Linked DNA regions of Mus musculus: all the other regions are linked to region 1. A link is a contact called in public Hi-C and promoter capture Hi-C data. All regions are on one chromosome and are shown on one strand. Each heading gives the region's core, a stretch centred on a gene start, on an enhancer-like site or on the middle of the called end of the contact. The rest is flanking DNA. Distances are from core to core; before and after follow the strand shown. Region 1 holds the start of Vac14 (Vac14 homolog (S. cerevisiae)). Region 2 holds the start of Kars (lysyl-tRNA synthetase). Region 3 holds the start of Tmem231 (transmembrane protein 231). Region 4 holds the start of Cfdp1 (craniofacial development protein 1). Region 5 holds the start of Zfp1 (zinc finger protein 1). Region 6 holds the start of Dhodh (dihydroorotate dehydrogenase).

Region 1 (3,618 bases), core at 766-3,265:
CAAACCAGGATGAATAAGGAACTGCCATCTGTTTTGCCCCCCTGACTAAAAACAACACCAACAAGGTATCTTTCTGCCCATTGCCAAGGGGATGATAATACCACTTTTAAATGGCTAATATTTTAATATGTCTTAAGAAACATTTTAATCTTTCACTTCAGGGCACAAGCAAGGATGAGGTGAAAGTTTAAGATTTCTTTTAAAAGGAAATAGATTCGAGGGACCAGAGAGTTGGTTTAACCTGTAGGGTGTTAGCCACACATGCCCAAAGACCTGTCTTGAAATTCCTTGTACCCACTTAAACACCTGGTCAGGCGGAGCTTGTGGTCTCTAACTGTAGCACTGGGAGGTGAGGGAGGTGGAAACGGGCCAGTTAGGGCTCCCTGGTCAGCCCCCCAGCCAAATCCATGAGTTTCAGGTTCAGTGAAAGATCTCATTACAGAAAAGGTCGGGACTGGGCGTGTAGCTCAGTTAGGTGACTAGCATGCACAAAGCCTCCCACTCTGTCCTCAGCACCACATAAACCCAGTGTGGTAGCCCACGCCTGTCATCCCAGCAATAAGGAAGGTGGAGGCCTGAGGAACCTAACCTTTCAGTTATTATCTTATTAAGGTTTTTACTACTGTGATAAAAACACCAAAACCAAAAGTAACTTGGGGGAGGAAATGGTTCATTTCGCCATATAGCTTATATCGCTGAAGGAATTCAAAGTAAGAACATAGAGGCAGGAGCTGATGCAGAGGCCATGGAGGAATGCTACTTACCGGCTTTCTCCTTAAAGCTTGCTCAGCCTACTTTCTTATAGAATCCAGCAACCTCTGCCTAGTGTGGACCCACCCATGGTGGGCAGGACCCTCTCACATCAATCACTAATTAGGAAAATGCCTTACAGGCTCGCCTACAGCCCAATCTTAATGGAGGCATTTTCTCAATTGAGGCTTCCTCCTCTCAGATGATTCTAGCTTGTATCAAGTTGACATAAAAATTAGCCAGGACTTTTTTTTTTTAATCACTATGCATAGAGTCCAGCCTAGGACACATAAGACCTTGTCTCAATAAGGGTGGAAAAATAAGAGCAAAAGAGGACACCTTGCCCGGCATGGGGGCTCACGCCTTTAATCCCAGCACTTGGGAGGCAGAGACAGGAGGATTTCTGAGTTCAAGGCCAGCCTGGTCTTCCAGGACAGCCGGGGCTACACAGAGAAACCCTGTCTCGAAAAAACAAACAGACAGACAGACAAACAAAAAAAAAAAAAAAAAGAGGACACCTGACCTCGGATCTCCATACATATGTACACACACATCTGAGTAGCACATGTGTATTAAATACAATCTGAGGGTTTGACTCAGTTGGTAGACTTGACCAGACCCGGGGTTCCACGCCCAGCACCACATAAGATCAACTGTAGTGACGCTTGCCTGTAATCCCTGCACTCAGCAGATAAAGGCATGAGAATCGAGATTTCAAGGCTATCCTCAGCTATAGAGAGAGTTTGAGACCCTGTCTCTAAAATAATAATTGGATTAGAGGGGTGGCTCAGCAGACAAAGGCATCTGCCGCCAAACCTGGCGGACTGGAGCTCAATCCTGGGACCCCCACATGGTGAGTGGGTGGGGAGATCCGACTCCCTCCCAAGTTGCCCTATGGCCTCCAAAGGCGCTCGTTGGTGCATGCACACACGCAGAAATAAAATGTAAAATCAGACAGATGGTTAAGATATGGTGAAAATGGTGGAAACGTTGGCATACGCGAAAGTGACTGTTAAGTGACCAAAGAATTAATGCATAAATTAAATTTGAGTTAGGCTCCCTCTATAAACTGTTTCCAGAAGCCCCCCGCTCTGCGCAAAGCTCTGGCAGTGAGCCTGAAACGGCTCCCACCACCTGCTCTTCACTCTCAGCAAAAACCCGCACCGAAGCCAGCAGCAGGTGAAGAGTGGGGTGGATCCCTGACAAGTGTGGCCAATCCGCTGCAGCAAGCACGAGAGGGCGTGGCCTGGGGGGGCGGAACCTTCGGTCGGCGGAAGGCGGAAGTGCTCGCGGCGTCACGTGACCTGAGTAACATGGCCGCGGCCCAGTGAGCGTTGCCGGTTCCTGGCGGGAGCTGGTCGCGTGAGCCGTGGGGCGGACCGGGTCGCGCGTGGGAGAGCAGGGTCGGAGCAGGGGGACCCGAGGCGGCGCGTGGCGGCGGGACGAGGCAGGCGGGCCCTGGGCGGCATAGCCCATGAGCAGGCTCCGGTGTCCGCGCGGAGCCGCACACTCCCCCGGCCCTGGCACGGCCCAGGCAACCTCGGGCTAAGGTGTCTGGAGGCTCCCAGGCGCAGCGCGAGCTGCCACCATGAACCCAGAGAAGGATTTTGCGCCGCTCACTCCCAACATCGTAAGGGCCCTGAATGATAAACTCTACGAAAAGCGGAAGGTTGCAGCGCTGGAGATCGAGAAGTAAGAGCTCCTGGGACCCCGCCCTGGCTTTGCAGCGCCTAGCGGTTCTGCTTGCCCGCGGCGAGGGTTCGGTATTGACCTCTCCGGTTTCAGCTCTTAGCACATTGCTTTAGAGCGGGAAATCCAAGAGCCCTATCTTTGCTAGTCTTAACCTCCTGGTGCTCCCAGATAGCAGTGAAAATGAATTGACTTAAGGTATGTGCAGAACCTAGCGCAGTACCTGACACATTCAGTGTGGCCTCAGTCAAAAGCCAGCTAGATCGGAGAGTGGCCTCTCTGAGGAGGTGGAGAATTTGCTTATGGTGTCCCGCCTTCTCTTTGCAGCTTCTGAAGTGGCCAAGTGTAGAAATAGGTCAAAGCACGTGATCCAATGCTCAGAAGATTGTCAGGCCACCCTCCCTTGCAAGTGAAAATGGGAAGATTTGCCCTTCCCCGCTTCTGCAATAGTATACGTGTGTGTAATAGTGCACTGGTGTTTCCAGGTGTTCGAAATAGGGAATGTTTAATTCGGTAATGTTTTGCTGAGTATGTGAGAGAGCACGTGTTTTTCCCCCAGCCAAATCTTAGTAACAGTCAGTTGAGTAGGTGGTTTCAGAAGAGTAGAAAGCAGCAGCCTGTAAAACTAGAAAAACATTAGGAGTTAAGACATCCAACTTGGTAACAGCGGACCATATGTGTCTATGTAAATTTAAGTTAACCAGAGTAGTGACACAGGCTTGAGATTTGGCACTTGGAAGGCTCGGGCAGAAATACTGTACTCGTTTGAGATTAGCATTGGTCACGGGGCTAGATCCAGTCTCAACAACAACAACAAAGTAATGAATCAGTACAAATTGTAAATTCAGCACGTCAGTTTCACTACCCATAATCTGGGTGTTCAGGAGCCAACCACTACAGCTGCACAGTGCAGACTAGAGAACATTTCAGTCATTGTACAATGGTCACATGGCCAGCCCTAAGCTATGGAGTGGTGCTCACTCATTGACTAGGATAGACTCTTTACTCAAAGTTTTTTAACCTCGGTGCTGTTGATATTTGGGAAGCACAATACTTGGTTGTGATGGGCAGTTCTGTAGCTTGTGTGATTTTTTTTTTTTTTTTTAGTAGTACCTCTGCCCTTTACCCACTAGATGCCAGTAGTACTCCATCAGTTGTGACAACCCAAATTGTCATCAG
Region 2 (3,618 bases), core at 416-2,915, 1.4 Mb after region 1:
ATATTTTCATTAGCAGTACCCCGGAAATCAAGAGCCTTGTGCATGGAAGCAGCCATTAAGCCACACCCACAACCGCTGGGAACTCCCATTTTCTCATAAACCCAGGGCCGTAGTTTCTGACTTGGAAATGTGGGCATGAACATTTCTCTTGCAAGATTACTACTGAGATTAGACAAAGTTTGTATAGTGCCAGCGTGGTGTTTAACGGGTAAATTAAAGTCAAAGGTATATTTAAGAAAAGTAACTTGAGGGCTGGGTGTGGTGGTGCACACCTTTGATCCCAGCACTAGGGAGGCAGAGGCAGGCAGATTTCTGAGCTCGAGGCCAGCCTGGTCTACAAAGTGAGTTCCAGGACAGCCAGGGCGCCAGGGCTACACAGAGAAATCCTGTCTCGAAAAACCAAAAAAAAAAAGAAAAGAAAGAAAGAAAAGTGACTTGAAAGCAGCAGTAAGGCTTCCTTAAATTACCTGAAAACTGAGGTACTTTCTTTCGCTTGTGACTCAAAATTCCAACTACTGATTTAATAAACTCACCCATCCTCCGCTAAGGAATCCACTAAACTGCTCACACAAAGGACAACCAACCAGGGAGCCTGCAACCCATAAATTTAAACATTTTCTTTAAAATCCTTCTAAACCACACAAAGCAGAAACACAGCCATAAAAAGGAAACCCAGTTATTATCTAGAAGGTTTCTGGTATTTCCCTCGGGGATCAATAAGGGGATTTATTTATTGCTAGGGTACTAACGAAAGCAGCCATGGTATGTGACAGCTTAAACTAGTTATTTCCTACAGCTTTGGAGGGTACTATGTAGTTCCAGGCACTAAGAAGACATTCAAGTCATTGCTAGTGTTCTGTGGGTCAAGTGGACTAGAGTGTAGTCCTAAAAGCAACCAGTTAAAGGGAGGGTAATCTTATCTGCCTACTCAATTCTGGGATTTGGAGTGTTTTACAAAGATACCCCCAGCAGTGCAAAGGGAGCCTGGTGTATCCCGCTAAATAAGGCCACTTGCTCCCGTGTCACAGATCCTTTGAGTGACACATATGGGTAGGTACACTATTGTTTCAGAACGTACCCCCTTTTAACACCCAAGGTGCAGAATAACCTTGGATAGGCCAAGGATAATGTAAAGGTTCTTCTTTTAAGAACAAAGATATTTAACCATTTTCCAGTCTATCCGTTGGGGGAGTGGTTCAATTAAAAGAGCATTTCTTAGAAGGTAGGGAAAAGTTAGTTTCACTTTTCTTTGCTACCATTCCCGGTTTCTGTGCTGGCTTTCCCTAGGTATGCTCGTCCCTACGGCTAGGACCAGGGAACCCATCAGCCACGCAGTTGATCCTCCTGGGGCATCCTGGAGGCTGTAGGTTCTACGGCACTGCATCTCTGTCCCAGCATGTGCTCACCCACCGGAAAAGACAAGAGGGACCCCAGGCACAGTCGCCTTGGCGGGAAAACTCCAGGCACTTCCCATCGGAACACTGCAACAAGAGACACTTAGAGATCTTCAACGACACTTACTTCTTGCTTAGTTTCTGCTCGCCATCCACTTTGACTTCACTCTCCTGCAGCGTGGCCATCTTCCCCACTGGCCCGACCCAGAAAAAAAAAAATTATGACTAGCGTAGAACTAGAACTTCCAGGTCGTGGCTCTAAGTCCTGCCTCTTCCGGGAAAGAGGGCGGGCCCTCGGCCGGACTCTCGCTGCGCAGGCGCAGTGCTGGGCTCCTCCGGCGGAGAGTCCGTCTTAGTGGTGTCGTTTCTGCGCTTTACTTGTACAGCGGGGCGACAGGTATGGCGGAGGCGATGGATCTGGGTAAAGACCCCAATGGGCCCACTCACTCCTCCACTCTGTTCGTGAGAGAAGACGGCAGCGCCATGTCGTTTTACGTGCGGCCCAGCTCGGCCAAGCGCCGGCTGTCGACGCTCATCCTGCACGGCGGCGGCACCGTGTGTCGGGTGCAGGAACCCGGAGCCGTGCTTCTCGCCCAGCCCGGGGAGGCGCTGGCCGAGGCTTCGGGCGACTTCATCTCCACGCAGTACATCCTAGACTGCGTGGATCGCAACGAGAAGCTGGACCTGGAGGCCTATCGGCTGGGCCTGACGGAGCAGGCGTCCGATCCGAAGCCCGGGGCTTCCACCGAGGGCTCCACGGAACCGGAGCCGCAGCCCCTGACCGGGCGCATCGCCTACACCGACGCGGAAGATGTGGCCATCCTGACCTACGTGAAGGAGAACGCCCGTTCGCCCAGCTCGGTCACAGGCAATGCCTTGTGGAAAGCGATGGAGAAGAGCTCGCTCACGCAGCACTCCTGGCAGTCGCTCAAGGACCGCTACCTCAAGCACCTACGGGGTCAGGAGCACAAGTACCTGCTCGGGAACGCCCCGGTCAGCCCGTCCTCCCAGAAGCTCAAACGGAAGGCGGAGCAGGACCCCGAGGCCGCGGATAGCGGAGGTGAGGCCGGCACCTTCGGGGCTCCGGGGGGCGGGGCTGCCTGCCTGTCAGCGAGCGTCTTTTTGGGCGCCGTGGGTGGCATAGCTCAGCCCCTCTTCTCTGTTGAGGTCCGAAGCGAAAGTGCACCGTTTCCTCTTATCCCTTGTTTTCTGGTTTTAATTTGTCTTTTCATTTAACTTTTCCTTCCCGTTGACTGGATGTTTGTTCGTTGATGGATTTGGGTTTGGGAGGGCGGGGAACTTGAGTCTCTTCGCTGTGTCGCCCAGGCTGTCCCCAAACTCTATGCCTGAAATATTCTCCTGCCTTCGGAGTGACTGAGACTACGGAACAGTAACTAGTTTACAAAAACGGCTCTGTGTTCAAAAGGAACACAGTACAGTATATATGGAAATCTTCTACCCTTCCTACCCACCATACCCAGGAGGTAACAGGGTAACCTGTTTCTGTTTTCAGAAATTTCAAAGATATTTTCCCTTCCCCCTTTTTCCTTCCTTCCTTCCTCCTCTCCTTTTCTCCTTTTCCTCCACCTCTTCTTGCGCCTCCTCCTCCTCCTCCTCCTCTTCTTCTCATCCTCCATCTTTTTTATTTGAGAAAAGGCCCCTGGCCGTTCATTTTAAGATATTGCCTATATTCTGGTCTTACTCAATATAAACTATGTGAATGGCATGGCAGGTCAGTTTACTTTCCGTATTTTGGCTTAACTGAATGTACTTCTATATAAAGAGGAAAGTTGCTTTGTGGTCTTCTTAGGTGAGGTGAATTTCTAAGCACTTGAGGTTAAGATCTGGCTGTGATTAGTGTATAGTACAAAGGTGTCGCTTTTTTTACTTAGGTCGTGTTGTAAGTTTGTTTTTTGAGACAGCCAGGCTGGCCTCCCAAGTCTAGGCAATCCTCTTACCTCAGTCTCTAGAGTGCTGGAATCACACAGCTGAGCCACCATGCCTGGCTAAGATATCTGCCTTTTCTGTAACCAGTATTGACAGCTTAAATGGCAGACATTTTTGACTTTAAGGCATGCTTTCTCCATTTGGGCTGTGTGTGTGTGTGTGTGTGTGTGTGGGGAGGTAAAATCTATTTCTCTAGTTCAGCATGCTTAAAGAGCACTGAGTGCTCTTCCAGAGGTCTGAGTTCACTTCCCAGCTCACAGCCATCCTTAGTGGGAGC
Region 3 (3,618 bases), core at 480-2,979, 1.3 Mb after region 1:
GTGCATGACTTAAGTCTGGGCCTCACGTCTGTAGTCCCAGCTTCGTAGCTGGCTGAACTGGGCTTACAGCTTGGGCAGGCAACATAGCAATAACCCATCTCAAAAAGAATAAAAAAGCTGTAGGATTTAGTTAAAGCTTTGTTTATTCACTTACTAATTTTAATAGTAAAACGATTGGAGCAAATTAAAAAAAAAAAAAATCAAGGATGGGTAATGAGATAGCTCAGCAGGTAAAGACTCCTGCAGCCAACCCTGGGAATCCAAGCTGGATTCCCGGGACAGTGACAGGAGGGAACTGACCCCTCCAAGTTGTCTTTTGACTTTACATGCCAGCGCTACGCTTTTGAGACTGAATAGCCCTGAGCTTGCTGTATAGGTCAGGGAAGGGGGGGGGCAATCCTGCCTCAGGTGGAGGTTAGAAACAAAATATTTACTAACAAACACCTAGTTAAAGTCATCACTCTGCCCATGTCATTATATGAACGGCAAGGGATGACCGTAAGGAAGCACTTGATTTATGCGAAAGTAAACACTAAACTGCAGCCAGTAAAATGTTTCCCTTACACAGGAGACAGCTGCAGTGTGGCAAAGAGTTGAGAAGCCTAACCCAGACAGGCGTGGCTTGGCTAGAGCAGGACCTGAGAATTCAACCAATCACCGCTTGCCCCGCCCTACCCCGCATCAAGTCTGCATAAAAACACTGGTACTTTCTGTCTTTACAGCTTGGTGATGTTCAAACTCAGCAGCGTACTGGGGTGTACAGAACTCCGCCTACAAGCCCTCAAAGGGGTTTTTTCTTCAGCCACCTTTCCATTCAGAAAATGACCAGCACCAGAAACAGGCTCTGGACTCTTGTTGTCCGGCAAACACAGTGCCTGCACGGCTGCCTTTCTAGGGAAACCTGGAGAAACTGAATAAAACTATCTAGAAAGTTAAGCATGCGCAGGCCAAAGGGACTTTTGTTTCCAACCCTCGTGGCTCCTTAAGATCCAAGCTGTGGGACTGAGAGTGGCTCAGTGGTTAAGTCCTTGCATGCAAGCACAAAGCCTTGGGTTTGATTCCCAGCACCCCATATACCCCAGCAGGGCGTTGCATAGCGAATCCCCGGCACTGGGAAGGTGAAGGCCGAGTATCAGTTGTTGAAAGACGACTTTGGCTATATAGTTTAAGGCAAGCCTGGGATACACGAGACTCTGCTCTCACACCCGGTCAAATGACCCAAACTGGGATCTCACTCCATCCTATCACCCCCAGGATCCGGGCGGGAACCACGCACCGACACGAGCGGGACGCGCAGGTGAGCCCCCTGCAGCCGGTTGAAGGTGGGGAACGTGCTCCAGGCGAGGAAGGCTTCAGGCTCCGGCCCCAGGAGAGCCACGAGCAGCACTTGGTGCTGGAAGCGCACGTTCGGCTGCTCCTCGTAGCTGCTCCGCTTCAGCCAAAACCCTGCGGGAGACAAGGCGGGTTGGGGGGAGCCAGGTTAGGATTGCCGGCCTGGGCCCGCCGGCCGCGCCGTGTGGCCCTCCAGGCCCGGGCAGGCTCACCGTGGCTCCGGAAGGCCACCAGCAGCGGGGGGATGTAGGTGAGCGCGGTGGTCAACAGCAGGAAGAGCGCGGCCTTGGAGCAGAGCCCCGCGCGGTAAGCGCGCTCGATTGGGTGAGAGAAGAGATGGTACAGCGCCATGAGCGCAGGGCCGCAGCGCCGAGTCTCCACGGCAACCGACGGCGGGCAGAGGAACCAATAGCAGGCATGCAGGCCTCTAGAAGGGGGTGGAGCTAGCAGGAGGAGGGTCCTGTGTTAGTGCTGTGCCTGCGCGTCTCTTCAAGAAGGCAACTGTATGGGCTGGTGAGATGGCTCAGCCGGTAAGAGCGCTGACTGCTCTTCCAAAGGTCCTGAGTCAAATCCCAGCAACCACATGGTGGCTCACAACCATCCATAATGAGATCTGACGCCCTCTTCCGGAATGTCTGAAGACAGCTACAGTGGTGTACTTACATATAATAAATAAATCTTAAAAAAAAAAAAAAGAAAGCAACTGTAATGATATTTTCACTCACCAAAGTCTGTGTCAATTGTACAAAATCAGACGTGCATAGATGTTGACATCACCCCATAGATCATCTATTAACTCATGACATAAGGATGGTTGATGTAGCTTAGTTGGTAGAGGGCTAGCCTACTATACAGGAAGCCCTGAGTTCATCTCCAGCACTTCATTAAACCAGGCACCTTGGCCCACATCTGTAACACTAACAACTCTTCAGGTGAAGACAGAAGGATCAGAAGTCCAAGGTCATCTTTAGCTACATTGTGAGTTTGAGACCAGCCAGAGATACTGGAGACTTTGTTTCAATGCAAAAACTCCATTGAGGTTCATACTGAAGTCGGGACATTCCTATAACAAGGCCACCGTCCTAGAACCAGGTACTTTTGTCTTCAAGGTTAATGCTTTCACTATGCCCCATAGCAGGAAAGATAGAAAACAGGAAACAAACCCCCTGATTATTTAAAGGTTAGAACAAAAACAAAAAATAAAAGGCCGGGCGTAGTGGTGCACGCCTTTAATCCCAGCACTCAGGAGGCAGAGGCAGGCGGATTTCTGAGTTTGAGGCCAGCCTGGTCTACAAAGTGAGTTTCAGAACAGCCGGGGCTACACAGAGAAACCCTGTCTCGGAAAAAAAAAAAAAAAAAAAAAGGTTAAAGGGTATTTTACTAAATGGCTCCTTCTGTTGTACTTTGTTAGCTATAAACACTGATACTGTCTTCCCCAAAGTTAGCATTAGCTGATCACTTAGGTAAATACTAACACCAATATCTTAACATGGAAGACAGATTTTTACCTGTTTGGAAGTAGGGTCTTACTATGTAGCCTGTGCTGGCCCTCAATTCTCCTTTCTCCAGGTCCTCTGCAAGAACAATCGGTGCTCTTAACAATTGGGTCATCTCTCCAGCTCCCACCATCTATCTTAATTCTGGAAAGGCTGTCCTCTGACCTCTACATGCCTGTCATGGTGCTCATCTGCATCTATGCACAAATAATGAATAAGTAAATGTAGTGTAACATGTAAGTAAGCTGGAGAGGCCGGTTTTCCAGAGGATCAAGGTTTGACTTTCAGCACCCACACAGGGGCTCAGAGCCAACTGTAACTCCAGTCCTAGGGGATCCAACAGCTTCTGTGGGCACTGCAGACACATGGTCCATAGACACACACGCAGGCAAAACACCCAAACACATGTAGTTAAAATAAAGGTGTTGGCACACAGCTTTGATCCCAGTGTTTAGGAGACAGAGGCAGTCAGATCTCTGAGTTCTAGGCCAGCCTGGTCTACAGAGTGACTTCCAGGACAGCCAAGGCTACAATGAAAAACCTTGTCTCAAAAAATAAATAATAATAATAATAGGAAATATAAATGTATTTTTAAATTAAAAAATAAAAACTGTGCTTAAATAACCGTTTTGGAATGGCTGAATGTAATGTAGATTCTTTGTGGTGGTTGTTCTCTGAGTAAGAGAATGTTTGCCTCCAAAGAGTCGACAGAAGGAAACATACACTGTCGCTAAGTCACCGGTGAGACAGGGAGGTGACTGTTACGAATTTAGAAGTATAAAATGGTTTA
Region 4 (3,618 bases), core at 384-2,883, 1.2 Mb after region 1:
AGCCAGGGCAAGGTACAAGATGAGAAGGGAGTATGTTTTGGTATTAAGATGTACTGGTAGTTGGGCATTGGTGGTGCACGCCTTTAATCCCAGCACTCGGGAGGCAGAGGCAGGCGGATTTCTGAGTTCAAGGCCAGCCTGGTCTACAGAGTGAGTGCCAGGATAGCCAGGGCTACAAAGAGAAACCCTGTCTCGAAACAAAACAAAACAAAAAAGACATACTGGCTGAAGTTAAGAACACGGGTTGCTTTTTCAAAGGGTCCACTTACAATCCCTAGCCCCGATTCAAGGGTCCACAATCGTCTATAATTCGACTTCCAGGGGATATTAATACCTATTCTAGGCTCTGAAGACACTAAATATACATGTAGATACATACAAATAGATGTGCATGTAGGCAAAACACTCACACACATAAATGTTTAAAAGATTTGTCTGGACCTCGCATAAGCTGGATTCTTAGTGTGCTCCTCTACCGCACCCCAAGAAAAAAAAGATAGCTAGGCCATTAAGAGTGTGCGCTTCAGCCGGGCGTGGTGGCGCATGCCTTTAATCCCAGCACTTGGGAGGCAGAGGCAGGTGGATTCGAGGCCAGCCTGGTCTACAAAGTGAGTTCCAGGACAGCCAGGGCTATAGAGAAACCCTGTCTCAAAAAAAAAAAAAAAAAAAAAAAAAAAAAAAAAAGAGTGTGCGCTTCATTCCAAAGGATCTGACTTTGGTTCCAGAGTCGGGCGGCTCACAACTGAGTGTAACTCCTTCACCTGGGGACCCGATACCCCCTTCTGTCCTCTTTGGCCACCTGAATGCACCGCCATACATACACAAAAATAATAAGGGGCTGGCGAGACGACTCAGCTCTACAACCACCTGTAACTCCAGTCCCAGAAGCCCTAGGCACACACATGATGTACAGAGACAGACAGACATTCAGGAAAAAACACTGATATACGTGCCATAAAATCTCTAAAAATAAAACTTTTGAAAAAGTTCTTAAAAGAGGACGATGGGTAGCTCCTGCAAAGAGGGAAAACACATTATCACATCAACTTTCTAACAAGCCGATCCCTTCCGAACCCAGAGGCGGACAATTGAGTTTCGGACGTGAAGGAAGCTGGCAATTCCCTAAAAACAATCTCCAATGTCCGGGTCGGCTTCCAGAACCAGCCGGTAGGTAGGTAGTACGCTCAGCCTGCGGGCTTCACGCGCCTGTTCCCGCGCTCCGAGGGGGCGGCGGCCCAGGACAGCAGCTATGCAGAACCGACACATGCGTGTTCCAGGCCGCCTGAGGGCCGGGGTCCTGATAACCCGAACTCCGGAGCCCACGGGCCGTGGGGACCTCGCGATCACGAGGCCCACGCCCTGGGGACCGTCCGGGAGAGTCTCGAGTGAGGTGTGAAGCGTGGAAACCACCCTCCTTTCGCCTCAGGCCGAATCGCTCACCGGACGGCAAGTAGTCCTCATCCTCGTCCGATGTGGAGAAGTCTTCGGAGTCGAATTCCTCCATGCTGCTGTCACTTGGGGCCTGCTACCCACACGACTGCGGCCACTGCCCCAAAATAGCGAAGCTAGATATAGGGCGAGACCATAGGGGTACAGGACCAGCAGCTAGGGCCGCCCTAGAGGCGAGCGCACATGCGCAGGCAGTGCCACGTGGTCAGAGACGACACTTCCGGCTGCTGCGATTGGTCAGTCTACACTCACCGGGCCCTTGTGGGATTCCGGACCCCCACCTCTCAGAAGCGATGCATGCTGGGGCTTGTAGTTTTCAACGGTACCGTGCGTCCTTAATGGAGAATGGCTTATCTGCGGAAATAGTACTTTCTCTTTATACTTGTCTTTTTATTTTGAAATTTGCTCACAAGCTAATATTTTTTCTAACTCTAAAATCAGAGATTAAAATGTCGCTCCCGGATATGCTCAGCGAGTAAAAACTGAAAGCTGAATAGATAGATGCTAAAGTTCCCATCAACTTTTGAGCAAGGCTGAGGCTCTGCCTTTTTGATTCAATTCTCTCGCTAGAATCGAATTCTTTAATGCAGTTTTTGTGCCTTTTCCCTGCATTTTTGTTTTTGTTTGTTTTTTTTTTTTTTCTGCCTAAAATTGCTCCCAAGAACACTACCGAAACTCTGTCTAATATTCTAAGCGCAAGAAGACTGCGACGCTCTTTCCTGAGAAACTCGGCCTGTTAAGTAAGCTACATTCAGGCCTGAGTTACAAGTACTGTTGGCAGTAAGTTCAGCATTAATGAATCAACAATCCGATAATCACTAAAAGACAAAAGGAAATCCGCTTATCTGTGAGGGAAGCCACTACACAAAGTGCTAGATTGACACTTTTGAAACAACGGGAAAGATGGATGGAAAAGCAGTTAAATTTGTGAGTATGTGAGGATTGGCGAGACGGCCCAAAGGTTAACAGTACTTGTTGCTTCTGCAGCAAAACTAGGTTTGGTTCCTAGCATCCCCAACATGGCGGTTCACTACCGCCCTGGTTCTGACCTCAATAGGCACCAGGCATGTATGTAGTACAGTGCAGCAAGCACCTTCACCCACTGAGCCATGCCCCTAGTCCCTCAGAAATCACCTTCTGCCGGGCGTGGTGGCGCACGCCTTTATATATATATATATATACACACATTTTTTTAAAACTGTGATGAGAATATAATGCATACTGTACTGAGAATAATCGAACTCTCGGAGCACATGAAGGAGGAAGATGAGGAAATCTTAGCAGAGAAATCCGTAGGAACAACCAATAGGAAATTTTAGCAGAGACATCGGGAGGACCAACCAATGCTCTGGATGAGTGGGTAAAACCTGGTGGGAGTTGACCAATGGGATGGCAATGGGAATCAGCCTAAGAGTTCACAGCCGTCAAAATATCAGTGTGGAATACATCTAAAGGGGGCTGGGGAAGGTGACGTAGAAGAATGTGACCCAATGCTTAATTGTGCCCTCAAATTTAAGCATGTCACCTCCTCTGGCCCTTATGCTGAGATGCTTAACAGAATGAGGCAGAAAGCCCTGTGTGGTGATGGCACACGATTTTAATTCCAACAATCAGGAGACAGAGACAGGGAGATCTCTGTGAGTTCAAGGCCAGCTTGATCTTCATAAAGTGTTCCAGGTCAGTCAACACTACATAGTAATACTCTTTTTTAGAGGGGCAGGGGTAGGATTTTTTGAGACAGGGTCTCTCTGTGCAGCTCTGGCTGTCCTGGAACTCACTATGTAAACCAGGCTGGCGGTGAACTGAAAGATCCGCCTGTCTCTGCCTCCTGAGTGTTGGGATTAAAGACTTGGGTTTGTGCCTCGCTGTGATACTCAATTTTTAAAAAATAATTAAAAAAGAAAAAAAAGAAAAGATAAAGGAATGAGGCAGGAAACAAAGCAGAAAAGAATGATGCAAATTTTCAGGCAGGACTGGGAGGGAGGGGAAAATGCTTACGTCATCACGTCATCTCCTCATCAAGCCGCGAGAACCGAACACCTGGGGTAGAACCGCTGGATGCTGACGTGTCTCGCTCTTCCTCTCCAGCAGAATAAGCACCACCTATGTGTCCCTTGGTTTTCAGGAAGCAAGCCAAAGTTGAGCAGGTTAGCCACAGTGGGCTAGCTG
Region 5 (3,618 bases), core at 310-2,809, 1.0 Mb after region 1:
GATTGGTCTTCAACTCTCTATCCCAGGCTAGCCTAGAACTCACTGTGTAGCAGCCCAGGTTGGTATCACACTCATAGCAGTGACCCTGCCTCAGTCTCCCAAGTGCTGAGATTAGAGAGATTAGAGATTACTCCCCCTCTATGTGAGGGGCAGTCTCCCATAGCCCAGATCAGCCTTCACCTACTCCTGCTGCTCTACTTCTGAGCACTGGGATCAATTCTATCCCCGTTCCTTTCCTTCCTGACCCCCCCATGCCTCAGAAATAGTTTTGTGTATATTTTATGCAAAGTTAAAATTATCATCAACAACAAATTTTTACGATTTTATGTGCATGAGTGTTTTGACTATTATATGTATGGATGTGCACCATATGCATGCAGCTATGCAGTGTTCATAATCACGGTCAAAACAGAAATAAAATCATACTGAGCATGGTACCGTTCGCCTGTTAGGAGACATTTCATGAGTCTAACCATCTCAGAAACAAGTTCCATCTTGCTGGCAGGGCCAAAACTGAGTTCATGTTCCCAGATCCCAGAATCAACTCCTATCCTGCTTCTTCAGGTGTTTCATGTCTGTGTGTTAACCAGTAATGGATATAAAAAGGGGGTTTTGCCATTATCCCATTATCTAACTAAGGCATGCAAATAGTAAGTGTATTTATTTCCTGTCGTGATTTAACGGACTACGTGCAGTTCCCTTATCATTCTAAATGCCAGGTCAGAGTCCAGGAGGGGACTTGACTGCAAAAGCTGACTCAGGACATTGAAACCAGGATAAGGCACAACCACCAATGTTAAACTTCCTTAACTCCTTGTGTCAAAATATGATTAGTCACTGCAACAGCCCCTCCCCGCCCCCCTTTGTGTTCCCATCCTGCAGTGCAGTCTCCCTTGGGGGACGAGGTTCAGATCCAGAACTGGCTGCCCCATACAGAAAATGAAGCTTTCATTTTGAAGCTTTTGTATCTGAAGTGAGTTTACTTAGCTTCCTCCCCTCTCCAGAACCCAGTAAGCAGGGAGCTGAAACAGGAAGATCATTAGTTTGAAGCCAGCCTAGGCTTGACAAGACCCTGTCTCAAACCAACAAACATGGGGTTATTTGTGCCAGTGCTTCCAAAAGTAACTGTAGAGCCGAGAGGTTAAGGAAAATGGTGGTAGTGGTAATGTGTGTGTCTGGGTGGGTGTAACACGGGGATCTCACTTTGTAGCCTTGACTGGACTGAGACTTTCTAAGTCTTCCAACTCCCAGGGATCTCTGCTTGCTTCTACTTCTCACTAGCTTGAATTAAAGGCGTGCACTACCACACCCAGAAAGGTGTGTGCTTCCAGTGCGGTTGAGATTTGCTTTAACGCACATATTTTGTTGTTGAAAGTTTTAATCAGTTACTCCAAATCCGGGTTTTTAACAGCACAGGAAGATGAAAGGGACCGTAACACAAACCAGACTGTTAACTTGGAAAAAACGGTCCCTACCCAACTAATAATGCGTACGTTTCCCAGAGTTCCTAGCAGCGCGGCTCAGAGGCATTATGGGAATTGTAGTCCTACACCTCAGCGTCACAGCTCCGAGGACTCTGGGAACGGCCGCTCGCTCCACAAGGTGCACGCTTGCGCAAAAGCGCTAGCGCTCGCCCTTCCCCCACCTGCAGTCGCGAGTGGGTGACAAGAGCCCCCTTCTCCGCGAGCCTCGTGACCCGGAACCGCGAGTGGAGGCTAGACCCCTCCAGGTATGTCTGCAAGGCCGGGATGCGCGGGCCCGGGAGGAAGGTCGCGTCTGCGCCGGAGTGGGAGTCTCAACTTCGACGCCTTGCGGGCCGCGGCGACCCCTGGGCGTAGGGTCGGGCCTCGAGCTCTTCTGAGAGTCGGTCCCTATGGGCTGTTCGCGGTCGGCGTGTGTGGGGTCGGAGGAGGACGGGCAGCTCCCGGGCTCAGCCTCCCTTTGGGGGGAGACGCGCCACTGCTGGCCGTCGCGGGGCTCAGGCCGCGCGGGGGCGAGTCTGGAAGCCTGGCGGGCGGGCGCGCGCTTGACCCTCCACGAGGGTGTGGGGGCGGGGCTCACGGTGCTAGCCACGCCCCCACGGTGGCTTTGCGGGCTCCTGGAACCTCCTTGTTCCTGGTGTCTGGTGTTTCCAGTTATATTGTCACGGAATTATCACGTCTATCCCGTTACTTCCGGTTTGAGCGTCAGTATAACAGATTTTTCTTTTTCTTTTTTTTTTTCCTAACATTGGCTTTTCTTTTTTTCTAATATTGACTTTTCTGTTTAGCTTGGGTAAAAGTTTTCATATAAGTATGTTGCCGAGGTCCAGCCTCAGCTTGAGGTGAGGATGGTCCTGAGAAAGGGGTGAGTGGGAGTGGTGCTGACTGAATAATATATGAGTCAGTAGTGGATACAAGCTGTCAGTTCATGTGTTCTCTTGTCAGAAACTGAACCCAGTCTTTTATTTACTAAAGATTTATTCATTAAATCTTTTTACCGCTGTTAATCATTTTCTAAAAAAAAAAATCCATGGTTACATAAATTCCAGTAATCCCGAACCTCCAACCCCCGTTTCTTTGAAATGAAAGCTAAGCAAAAGTACATTTCCTTATCTCTTAAACACAGTGTTCTCTTCACGGGCAGCAGGGCACAGTTCTTGTGGTTTCTTATTGTTTGAACACAGTCTGTTCTTCACGGCAGCTGGGCATAGCTTTTGCGGTTTCCTGGCACAGCAGACAGTCATTAAAGTGGCTATAAGAACAGAAAAGTGACAGACTACTGAGGTTAAAATGATTTCTTGCCGGGCATGGTGGCGCACGCCTTTAATCCCAGCACTTGGGAGGCAGAGGCAGGCGGATTTCTACAAAGTGAGTTCCAGGACAGCCAGGGCTACACAGAGAAACACTGTCTCCAAAAAAAAAAAAAAAAAAAAAAAAAAAAAAAAAAAAAAAAAAAAAAATCTCTTACTGGGCTGGAGAGATGGCTCAGTGGGGTAAAAGCACTGACTGCTCTTCTGAAGGTCCTGAGTTCAAATCCCAACAACCACATGGTGGCTCACAACCGTCTGTAGTGGGATCTGATGCCTTCTTCTGGTGTGTCTGAAGACAGTGACAGTGTACTTACATATATTAAATAAATCTTTACAAAGTTTTAACATTTTCGCAAGTAAAGCAGGTGGCTCTGTCTGATCTCTCTCTAGGCATTGATCTCTCCAGTCCCTCCAGTAGCAAGGAGAATGAAGGACTAACTTTTTATATGCATATCATCTTTTAATTCTCTAATCTTTGTTTCCATATCTTAACAATTCCATAGCCTCAGGTCCAAGATTGACAATCTCTCCATAAACGTTAGTTCACTAGCCTGCTGTACTTTCCCGTTAAACTACACTCTCCTTCTAATACTATCTGTTTCTGCATCATACACACGTTTTCCTCCTATAAGATAAGCCCACCTGTCATTTGCTTGTTTTTTTACAGATTCCTTTTTTTTTAAAAGATTTATTTATTTATTATATGAAAGTACACTGTAGCTGTCTTAATGAGGGAGTCAGATTTCATTACAGATGGTTGTGAGCCACCATGTGGTTGCTGGGATTTGAACTCAGGACCTTCGGAAGAGCAGTCAGTGCTCTTAACC
Region 6 (3,618 bases), core at 723-3,222, 1.0 Mb before region 1:
TAGACTAGGTGTAGAAAAATCAGCCCTGTCAGTATTCTTCCTTGCTTAAAACCAACACACTAATTTCCCTGTATACTGTATGATGTTTAAACTTTGCTACTGATATTTATGTAGGTTTTAACAAAAGCTTCCTATCTGAGCCAAGGGACAAGCTATATATAGTTCATCTCAAACACCAACTACCTCCCACAGGATTTTACATATACATGAATACTTTCCAGGAACACTGGCACCTTGTAATTGAGGAACACAGCTTACACAACAGTACCAAGAATAAGTCGTCATCCCTACAGCCTCACCAGAGAGTATGATGCTCTGCTTGTAAACCAGGGCACACCTGTGGCAATCATTTCTAAGGAGAGGCTTAAACATTTGACCATCTATAGGGGTGAGTGGTGCTCTGACTTCTACATACTAAAACGCATGTTTTCATTTCTCCTTCATACTGTGGTAAGAACATGGTGTTTGTTTACACTTTAAAATTATACCTAGAAAGGTTACCAGCATAAAATGTCATATGAGTATAATATAAAAGTGGTTACAATATAAACATAGCTTAAGTCTTGTTGGGCAGAGAACCACAACCCAGTCAAAAGTGCTTCCCTATGCTTTTCGATAACTATCACTGCCAGATGCTATGTGGCTAATGCACTCATTCGATCCTTCACCAAAGGCAAGCAAACCTGTTCTTCAGGAGAGTGTAACCCAAGAGACAAACTAATGGCCACATAAACATAGAGCCATGACAAGTGACATGAAGGGATAAATCATGGAAGGATCTTGAGGAAGCGAGTAAAAGCTGACTTTCAAAGGTTAGACACAAGCTAAAGAGGAGATAGCAGCTGGAGAAGAGATCTCTAGGTGGATGAGGCCAATGAGAGGGGCCAAGGCATGGGGGAGGGATAGACGGCTGCTTGGAACTAAAAGGAAAACACTGCTTTAAATGAAACAGGAGAAAAGAAGAGAGGCGTCAGCCAACATTTGGCTAACAGATTTGGTTTAAGTGCACGTGCTGCTCTGCCAGAGGAACTGAGTTCGGTTCCAGCTCCCATGTCAGGCGGCTCACAACTGGAGCTCTAGAGGATCCAAAACCCTCTGGTCTCAGAGGGTATCTGCACTCACGTGTGCACACACGCACGTGCGCGCGCGCCTACACTTTTTTTTTTTTTTTTAATGGGATTTGTCCACTAAACAAGGAAGTAGCAGATATGATCAGATTTGCCTGCAACACAAACCAAGTATTCATTCTCCCTCCTCGGGGAGTTTGCAGAAATTCCTCAAGTCAAGCACCAGTATCTGTGCCCTTTTTCCAGACCAGGGTCACAACTAAGAACTCTTCACATGGAACTTCCATTCTGACCACACTTGATCCAAAAGGGTGGCCTTATGTCTTATTTCATCCCTCCTTGGAGCGTAGGCGATCGTGTCCTCACAAAGGCCCGATACTTGGATCAATTTAAAAAAAAAAAAAATGCCCGCGTATCTCTCAGGTTCAGCCTAGCCTCTGCCCACATACGCTTGCTTTTTGCATGCCCTTAGCTGTGCACGTGCAGGTCACACTTCAAGGGTCCCAGCCTTTCAGTTTCCCAGCCTCATCCCCCTCCCTGCCGGTTATCCACACCACGAATGAGCTTCCCCGCGCAGGACTCACTCTCAGCTGTCTCCACGCCATGCTCCTTCTGCCATTAAGCCCGCCTCTGCCTGCATCCCATTGGAGAATGTGGGCTCGGCTCCACCTATCTCCCAAGCCCCACCAGCCGGCCCGCCCCTAGACGTTGATTGGACAGCCGAACGCGTGCGCTCTGCCCGGAGTCAGGCTCCGTGGCGGGACGTGCCTACTTTCTGTCTTGTCGCTGTCGCGCCTCCTAAGGGACGCTGCTCTGAAGTCGCGCACCCTTCCTTCGGTGCAACCGTGAGGAGGAGGCTTCCGGAAGTCTCGAGTGGGGAGCAGACGCTTCCGAAATCTGCAGACCAACCCCAGCGCCCGGTAGTGCGCACTACCCTAATGCTTCCCTGTCCCTGGGAAGGAAACAAAGGGCGATGCAGCCCGAAGGTTCCGCACGGTTGTCTTTATGCCGGTGCTGCGGTATGGCTTTCATAGCCCCCTTTCTGAAACAGAAATCCTAAGAATTCTGTTTTATCAGGGCAGTGGTGGCGCCGGCCTTTAATCCCAGCGCTTGGCAGGCAAAGGCAAGCATATCTCTGTGAGTTTGAGGCCAGCCTGGTCTACAGAATGAGTTCCAGGAGAGCCTAGGCTACAACATGGAGAAACCCTGTCTCTACAGGGAGAAGGAAAAAAAAAGTACACTCATGCAAACACACAAAAATTTACCCACTGGTTTTAAAAGTAAACTCTGAGGTGTTGATAAGTAAATATGGTTTTATTTTTAAGATAATCTTATGGTGTAGGCCAGGTTTTTCTAAAAACCAATCCTGCCTCAGCACTCAAGTGCCTCTGTGCCAAGCGTTTACAGAGGCCAGAGGAGGGCATTGAATCCTCTGGAACGGTAGTTACAGATGATTGGACCCACGTACTCTGGCCCTTAACCTTATGTTTGTATCCTATTGTCCCCCTTCCCACTGGTCCCCTTCCTTTTCTGGAATAATACTTCCCCACTTTAGGTCATAATTTGGGTCAGGTTACAGGAGGCTGGAGAGATAGCTCAGCTGTTAGCACTTGATGTTCTTGGCGAGGACCCAAGTTCCGTTTCCAGCACCCACATCAGGTAGCTCACAACTGCCTGTAACTCCAGGACCACATTTCTTCTGGGGCACTGTACTGGTTTTCCCATACCAACAGGTAGATGTGTGTGTGTGTACACATAAATTCTAAAAATAAGTCCTTTTAAGGTCTGTATCCTGCATACAAGAAAAAAAGCATATTTAGCAGTCTGAGATTGGCTTGCTTCATGTAACATGATCTCCAGTCCCATACATTTTCCTGTAAATTACCTCATTTTATTCTTTCTAATGGTTGAATGTTGTTCCATACCATATATGTATCATATATATCATTATCTTGATCTGTTTGTCTGTTACTGCTTCCATAAACTGGCTGTTGTGAATATTGCTCCAAAAAACATAGATATACAGGTACCTCGGTCATATGCCAGCTTGGATTATTTAGGGACTATACCTAGAAGTGACGTATCTAGGAGTTTGGGTTAGTGATTGAATGTTTGTTTGTTTGTTTTAAATTTGTTGTTCTGTGTGTGAGAGAGTTCAGACAGCAGCCTGCTATGGCAGACATGTGTAGGCCAGTAAATAACTCTGGGGGGGGGTGGGGGCGGGGGCATGGTACATGTATAAAGATCAGGGTACAACTCGCAGGAATCAGTCCTGTCTTTGCATCATGTGCTTTCTGGGGACAGAACTCAGGCTGTCAGGTGTGGCAGCAAGCACCTTTGACCACTGAGCTGTCTCACTGCTTGAGGATGGGTTTGTTATATTGATTTTGAGTTTTGGTTTTGATTTGGGGTTTATCTGTGGCCTGGAACTCAGAAGTCTGCCTGCCTTTGGTTCCCTAATGTTGGGACCAAAGGTATATACCACCATGGTGTATTTATTTTGTATCGTGGTATTTTCCTGAAAGTTGGTATCGTCTATTAGAGTGTTCTG

The links. Promoter capture Hi-C pulls out the DNA fragments that hold promoters and counts their contacts. Hi-C and Micro-C count contacts between places; a contact is called where the count stands out from the background. Capture Hi-C pulls out chosen DNA fragments and counts their contacts.
Region 2: a contact with region 1 is called in a Hi-C map of CD8 T cells, with 5 times the contacts expected there. The contact joins the promoter of Kars here to the promoter of Vac14 in region 1. A contact is called at or near these places in 3 of 39 promoter capture datasets (liver and pre-B cells), 7 of 484 Hi-C or Micro-C datasets (B cells, CD4 T cells, CD8 T cells and 4 more), 2 of 115 datasets of contacts at active chromatin or transcription factors (bone marrow-derived macrophages and pro-B cells) and 2 of 9 other capture datasets (adipose tissue and liver).
Region 3: a contact with region 1 is called in a promoter capture Hi-C map of hematopoietic stem and progenitor cells, with 4 times the contacts expected there. The contact joins the promoter of Tmem231 here to the promoter of Vac14 in region 1. A contact is called at or near these places in 4 of 39 promoter capture datasets (hematopoietic stem and progenitor cells, liver, neutrophils and 1 more), 3 of 484 Hi-C or Micro-C datasets (B cells, CD4 T cells and CD8 T cells) and 1 of 9 other capture datasets (liver).
Region 4: a contact with region 1 is called in a Hi-C map of B cells, with 6 read pairs. The contact joins the promoter of Cfdp1 here to the promoter of Vac14 in region 1. A contact is called at or near these places in 2 of 39 promoter capture datasets (liver and pre-B cells), 2 of 484 Hi-C or Micro-C datasets (B cells and CD8 T cells) and 1 of 115 datasets of contacts at active chromatin or transcription factors (astrocytes).
Region 5: a Hi-C map of CD8 T cells shows a contact between it and region 1, with 11 times the contacts expected there. The contact joins the promoter of Zfp1 here to the promoter of Vac14 in region 1. A contact is called at or near these places in 2 of 39 promoter capture datasets (liver and pre-B cells) and 3 of 484 Hi-C or Micro-C datasets (CD4 T cells, CD8 T cells and erythroblasts).
Region 6: a contact with region 1 is called in a promoter capture Hi-C map of liver, with 3 times the contacts expected there. The contact joins the promoter of Dhodh here to the promoter of Vac14 in region 1. A contact is called at or near these places in 7 of 39 promoter capture datasets (the 3T3-L1 cell line, the C10 cell line, hematopoietic stem and progenitor cells and 3 more), 4 of 484 Hi-C or Micro-C datasets (B cells, CD4 T cells, muscle stem cells and 1 more) and 2 of 9 other capture datasets (adipose tissue and liver).

What each region holds. Positions count from the first base shown.
Region 1 is chr8:110,616,552-110,620,169 of GRCm38.p6, forward strand. Vac14 (Vac14 homolog (S. cerevisiae)) reads left to right here and starts at 2,016. Exons shown (of 19, transcript NM_146216.3): 1 at 2,016-2,442. The coding sequence starts at 2,339.
Region 2 is chr8:112,009,689-112,013,306 of GRCm38.p6, forward strand. Kars (lysyl-tRNA synthetase) reads right to left here and starts at 1,666. Exons shown (of 14, transcript NM_053092.3): 1 at 1,522-1,666. The coding sequence starts at 1,580. It overlaps Terf2ip (telomeric repeat binding factor 2, interacting protein), which reads left to right and starts at 1,671. Exons shown (of 3, transcript NM_020584.2): 1 at 1,671-2,454. The coding sequence starts at 1,794.
Region 3 is chr8:111,932,084-111,935,701 of GRCm38.p6, forward strand. Tmem231 (transmembrane protein 231) reads right to left here and starts at 1,730. Exons shown (of 7, transcript NM_001033321.2): 1 at 1,545-1,730; 2 at 1,277-1,446. The coding sequence starts at 1,683.
Region 4 is chr8:111,852,704-111,856,321 of GRCm38.p6, forward strand. Cfdp1 (craniofacial development protein 1) reads right to left here and starts at 1,634. Exons shown (of 7, transcript NM_011801.2): 1 at 1,441-1,634. The coding sequence starts at 1,504.
Region 5 is chr8:111,641,884-111,645,501 of GRCm38.p6, forward strand. Zfp1 (zinc finger protein 1) reads left to right here and starts at 1,560. Exons shown (of 4, transcript NM_001037665.2): 1 at 1,560-1,729.
Region 6 is chr8:109,606,701-109,610,318 of GRCm38.p6, forward strand. It overlaps Dhodh (dihydroorotate dehydrogenase), which reads right to left and starts at 1,973. Exons shown (of 9, transcript NM_020046.3): 1 at 1,652-1,973. The coding sequence starts at 1,672.